Linked DNA regions of Bos taurus: region 1 is linked to region 2. A link is a contact called in public Hi-C data. All regions are on one chromosome and are shown on one strand. Each heading gives the region's core, a stretch centred on a gene start, on an enhancer-like site or on the middle of the called end of the contact. The rest is flanking DNA. Distances are from core to core; before and after follow the strand shown.

Region 1 (2,880 bases), core at 280-2,779, 91 kb before region 2:
GAAGTAACCTGGACCCCTACATGTTTCCTTCAAGATTTAAAATTAGGAGGAAAATTGGTAGCCCTCACCATGTTTTATTGGCAGGAGGAGATTCCAAAGGTCCCCAAAACAGGAAGGGCAAAGATGCCACGCTGGGGTCTCTGGCTCACCCCAGGAGCCTGAGGTTCATGGGGCTTGGCCAGTTCTGGGAGAACAGGGGCTGAGCACAAGTGAGTCCTCACACTGCAGTTCTAGGGCCCATGGCTTAGAGAGCTGTGACTTCAGAGCCCAAGCATGAGGCTCCTCAGTGAAATGGTAGTGATAAGAGTCTACATCTGTGAAGACATCACAGAGCTATAAATGGTTGTTAACAGTGGAGCCACACAGCAGCGAGAAAAACAAGCTGCACAGGAGCAATCAGACACCACCTCATCATCTCCCGGTGTTTGAAGGTATCTCTGGATCCCTTTGGACTGAATGAGCCCTTGGTCTTCACGGTCGGTGGGAGAGGGAGGGGCCTTAAGATGAGTTCCGGCACTTCCGGAATATAAGGACAGATAAGGACCCTAGTGATTAGCTGGGGAAATCAAGAGAACCACATGTTCGAGAACGGATACATACACGGTATAGTGCATGGTACACCATATATGTGGTAAGATAACTCCATATAAAGAGAGAATAGACTGCCATACATCATAAAAATGTGGCACCAGCTACCTTTACTGTTGAAGAAATGGGTCATTTTATTTATCAATTTGCTTGTCTTTATATTTCCTACAATGAACATGCATCACTTTTTTTCCAAAAAATAAAAAAGTAAATTGAAGAAAATTCACATCCCTCACCAGATCTCTTACCCCGCCAGCAAGTGCCCCTGTGGGTGACCCTGGGAACCCACAACCACAGACAACTTCTGGGTGCTCTTGTGGCTCCTGTGATGGTAATAGGTGGTGATTCCTAGGCCGGTGAGTAGCCAGGGCCTGCCAACCCCACAGCAGGCATCCCAACCAGCCTGACTTCTGAGTTGAAGTGTTTCCCCTGCCCAGGACAGGACAGTGGCGGGACCCACCTCCACGTCCTGTTATTGATCAGGACTCCCACAACTGTTCAGGGGGCCCCATGAGGTGACCACTCAGGGATGTCAGGCGGGGATTCCCACACAAGTTCCCTGGTGCCACATGTGTTCTTTAACGAGAGAGTTTCACTTCAGGTACCAGGCATCACACCCACAGAGCAACAAATAGAACCTCTCCTGTGAATTTGCATGCCGCAGCCTATCCTCCTGGGGTCACTTCACTGCCACAGACATTTATATATTACCTTCATGTGGTCAGAGCTCTGAGCTGCAGGCTGAGGGGGACAAAGATGAGAAGCCTGACTCTGTGCTTCCAAAGAACCTCCAGCCCAGAGGGAGGCAAGAGACACAGAAGAGCCTCTGACCCAGGAAGAATGTCCTGTGAAAACAGAGACCCACGGGTCAGCACGTGATTGACTTCCTCCCACAGCAGGCAAACCTATTTCTGGCATCAGGTCCTGCTTCAACAGGCTCAGATGCGTCCCCTCGCACCCATTGCCATCACCTCTGCGATGGTTCTGCCCTCTCCAGCTCCCACCAAGACTCGCACACCAGCTGCAGAACATCTTTCAATCCAAATGCACTGCCAGGATTTTTCTAAAGTCCCCTCTCTCCTTTAAAGTATTCAACAGCCTCCTATGACCTCCTACGACCTTCTGTATGAAGTCTTATCTCTAGCATTTGGTGCCTTTACTAACATAACCTATCTTTCCTTTTTCTCCCTGCCCTCTAGCCCCTAGCAACCCCCTACAGTCACCTCCCACCCTCTCCCCCACCCCAGCCCACACACATATACATCCAGAATACTCCAACAAGACCAGACTTAGCAACATTCCTCAAATACATCACAGCCTAGAAGATCCTTTGCCTTGATCTCTGCTTGTCAAAAGTCTGTTTATTCTTCAGGGTACAATTTAAACGTCTCCTTTTCTGCAGAGTCTGCTTCAGACCTGAGTCAGAATTAATCCTACCTTGAACCATAATAGTAATTTGCCTATATCTTCTTAATTGCACGCATATTATGCTTTGCCACTCTCCGCTTAACCTTGAGCTCCTAGAAAACAAACATTACATGTCATTCCCTTTGTGTCTCCCAAAATACAGGACCTAGCAGACACTCGACACTTGTTTGCTACTTACTGAATCAAGATGAAAATCATTCTTATGCTTTTCAATACACACACACACAAAATTAAGAAGTGTCATGGTTCAGGCGTTGGTTTCGCAGATGTCAGATGGTTTTCTTTTTGTTTAGTCATAGAGTTGTTTGGCCAAGTCTTTTGCAACCTCATGGACTGCAGCCTGCCAGGCTCCTCTGTCCCTGGGATCTCCCAGGCAAGAATACTGGAGAGGGTCAGGATTTCCTTCTCCAGGGGATCTTCCCGACCCAGGGATCAAAACTGCGTCTTCTACATTGCAGGCAGATTCTTTACCACTGAGCCACCTGGGAAACCCACGTGTACGCTTACACACACACTACTGATTTCAGAGTGCCCCTAGAGAACCTCCGCTAATACAGCAATCAGCTCTGGACAGGCTGGAAAACTAAGCAACTCTTGCTAGTACAGAAGGCCTGGCCCCAGTGGATATGGCATGTCTATTCAAGTATAATTATTCATACAGGAACACTTTTTTCCAAGCCTTAATATTTCTTCCACATGGAGGGACAGCTGACCCTCAATCCACCATGCCTCACTCAGCTGGTTGGTGAGTTAAATGGAAAAACCACCTTCTTTGTCTTCTTCCCATTCCTCTCTACCTTTTCACGCTCTAAGTCTTACCTGAAAAAATGTCCAGCTGCGACTATGGCAGGGTAGCTAAGTCTG
Region 2 (3,050 bases), core at 501-3,000:
AACCCACTCCAGCATTCTTGCCTGGAGAATCCCATGAACAGAGGAGCCTGACACACTACAGTTCATGGGGTTGCAAATAGTCGGACATGACTGAAGCAACTTGGCACATACCTTTATCAGGAGGAAAAAAAAAAATTCCAAAATTTTGAGTGAAATTATGGAGACTGAAGATGCAAGGCCTCTATCCTACCAGAGTGCTTTCTACCTCATAAAGGCACTTCCATCATCACCTCATGTGACTTTTGCAGCAACTGACGTTGTGAGTAAATTATTCCCATTTTATAAAAGATGAAAGTGAGACCCAACGTGAGCAACTTGCCCAAACCAAAACCCTCAGACTTCTGCCCTAGAGCCCCTGGGGAACACAGGGCAATGAGATCCACTCCACTGATCTGGGCTCCTAAGAGACTGTTAACTAGCAACAGCACCCCCTATAGGTCAAAAACTCCAATAACAACTCCAGTAAAGGGCTCTGCCCACAAGTCTTCAGACATTCTGTAATGTCTCCTTCAGGTGGTCCACCGTGCATTGTGAGCCCTGAGAGTTCTGCCTTTTTTTTTTTTTTTTGTCATCCAAGTGCCTGACTTAAGCTTGGATTGCAGAAGCACCCACTTCAAAGACCACTATGCAAGATAAACACACTGCAAACACACACAACTAGACGAAGACCTGGGCCGCCTCCCCCAACTGTGGCGCCTTTGTTTTCGAGATCCTGGGTGATTTCAGTGATTGACTATTTGGGCCACTTGATTTTTTTTTTTTTCTTTTCCTGCACTTTAAATTCACCAGGAAACACTGATCCCTCAAAATCCTAGGCCCCCACCATGGACCCCAATAAAAGCAGAACCCTAAGCTCACTCTCTCTTGAGCTGTTTTCTCTCTCCCCGACAACCTCACTATGCAGCCCCAGGTATGTAGTGTAATTGCCAGGCCTTGTAAGAAATAAACCTTCATTTTTTTCAAAGTTTCCTAATAGTTATTGCTGAAGGGTGTCTTAAGATAAGAATCACAAAAGCCAGTCCAACCAAAACATTGGTTATTGATAGGTTGAGACCAGCACAGAACACACAGCCAGCCTCATTGGCCTCCTTATCCTTCTCTCATCAAACCTAATTTTCTTCACTTGCCAAAATAAGTAATTGTTTCATTCATTTTTTTTTTTCCTTTTTAAATTGCAATACTACAATACCTTTGTTTTCTACTTCGGTCATTAAAAGTGCACTGCAATCTGCATTATAGAATGGACAGGCTTTTCTGAGCTAACCTGAGAACCTAACTCCTTTGTATACCATTGGAATTAGATCTCAACCCGTTTCCCATGTCCCCCGTAGAAACTAACACAAGGCCTATTGGGAAGTGGATTCAGCTGTGCTTTAGAACTGCCTAAAACCCCTTCCAGGGGCGCCCCTCCATCCCCTTGCCGGACCACCAGCCCAGTAGACCAGGTTGGGGGAGGCAGTCCCCAGCTCACCAGGCAATCTCTTCCAAAGGGCTCCAGGGGCTTCTAACATGCAACTAGGGCTGAGAACAGCTGCTAAGATGAAAAAGGGGGTGGTAGTGGATTACAGTTTCTCAGTTACCTGTTTTGCGCGGCAACACTGCCCGTGCAACCACCAAGCCATGCTGGATGGTGAGTCGTACCCACAGGCTGACTCTCCAGATGAAGGAAGAAACGTGAGGACCCGCAGAACTTCCCTCGCTATAGGAGAGGAAAGGAGTTTTGAGGCTAGAGGTTCCCGGTAGGACCACACTGCCATCTGCTGGCCTGGCCGGGAACAGCGCGCCCCTGAGCCGGGCCGCGGGCTCCAAACGTATTGATTGATCTGCACTCTTTATTGACAGAAACCTCCCTATCCTCTCCGCTGCCCCGGTGAAGGGCTTAAGGGTATGACTTGGAAATATTTTTAGCGGAAGACTTTCTCCTGTAAATGGCTACGTTTCGCCGAGATTATTTCATTATTTATACTTGCTTTTCCACTCCCATGCTGTAGCCCCACCCGGGACACTCCATCCCGACCACAGCCTCCCTCTCCTCAGACAACACACCTGGTCTTTTCCTTCAGGGCATCCCTTTGATCATAATACCTTGGGTCATTTTTTTTTTTCTTTTTCCCTAGCTCCTTCAGCGTTTTCTGGCTTTAATGATCCTTGAATCCCTAAGAATTCCAAATTAAAAAGCAGATTTTTTTTTTTTTTTTGGTCACACGGCTTGTGAAATCAACGAAGGATTGAACCCAGGTCCTCAGCAATGACGCGCAGAGCCCTAACCACTGGACCGCCAGGGAATTCCCCAAAGCAGAACTCTAGACATCATGCGACAAACCGAAACGTGGGGACCCTCTTCCCAGAGGAAGCTACTGTCAAGAACAACTAGTTTTAAACTCTGCCATGAAAGGAGCCGTCCCCTCATTTACCACCCAGCCCCCTCAAATCCTGTTAACCCTTCCTTCTATTAATATTACTGATCTGTGCTCTGCTGTTTCCCACCATTTCTGCCTCAGGCCAAGGAAGTCAGTGCCTGCGTGCTTAGTCGCTGCAGTCATGTCCGACTCTCTGCGACTCCATGGACTATAACCCACCAGGCTCCTCTGAACATGGGGATTCTCCAGGCAAGAATACTGGAGTGGGCTGCCATGCCCTTTTCTAGGGGATCTTCTCAACTCAGGGATCGAAACTGCATCTCTTTTGTCTCCTGCATTGCAGGCGGATTCTTTACCACTGAGCCCCGCAAGAAGCCCATACCCATTGCCTATTGCAATAACCCTTCACTGTCTGTGAATCTCTACTTCCTTCCATGCCTCCCTCCATTCTCTATGCTGTCACCAGACTGATGCTTCCAAAACGTAAGTTTCACTACAAGTGTCAGTCCAAGGTTTAAACACCCTCAGTGTTCTCCACTGCCCCTCCCAAACTTTTTCATCTTAGCTGTGGTTCTCAGCCCCAGATGCATGTCAGAAGCCCCTGAAGCTTTAGAAAGCACAGCTGCACAGGACTTAGCTGAGACCCATAGAAGCGGCATCTCTGGGGGTGAAGTAGGGTCTGGTTATGTG

Evidence for each region. Hi-C and Micro-C count contacts between places; a contact is called where the count stands out from the background.
Region 1: a Hi-C map of an unstated tissue shows a contact between it and region 2, with 5 times the contacts expected there. The contact joins two enhancer-like sites. A contact is called at or near these places in 6 of 11 Hi-C or Micro-C datasets (blastocyst, blood, liver and 3 more).

Annotation. Positions count from the first base shown.
Region 1 is chr16:56,480,825-56,483,704 of ARS-UCD2.0, reverse strand. No RefSeq gene overlaps it. Among named protein-coding and RNA genes, the nearest start is that of KIAA0040, 46 kb to the right of the region's middle. Within about 2 kb of position 1,529, at least 10 of the 102 cell types and tissues checked have an H3K27ac peak or open chromatin away from gene starts, as enhancers often do.
Region 2 is chr16:56,389,396-56,392,445 of ARS-UCD2.0, reverse strand. No RefSeq gene overlaps it. Among named protein-coding and RNA genes, the nearest start is that of KIAA0040, 46 kb to the left of the region's middle. Within about 2 kb of position 1,750, at least 12 of the 102 cell types and tissues checked have an H3K27ac peak or open chromatin away from gene starts, as enhancers often do.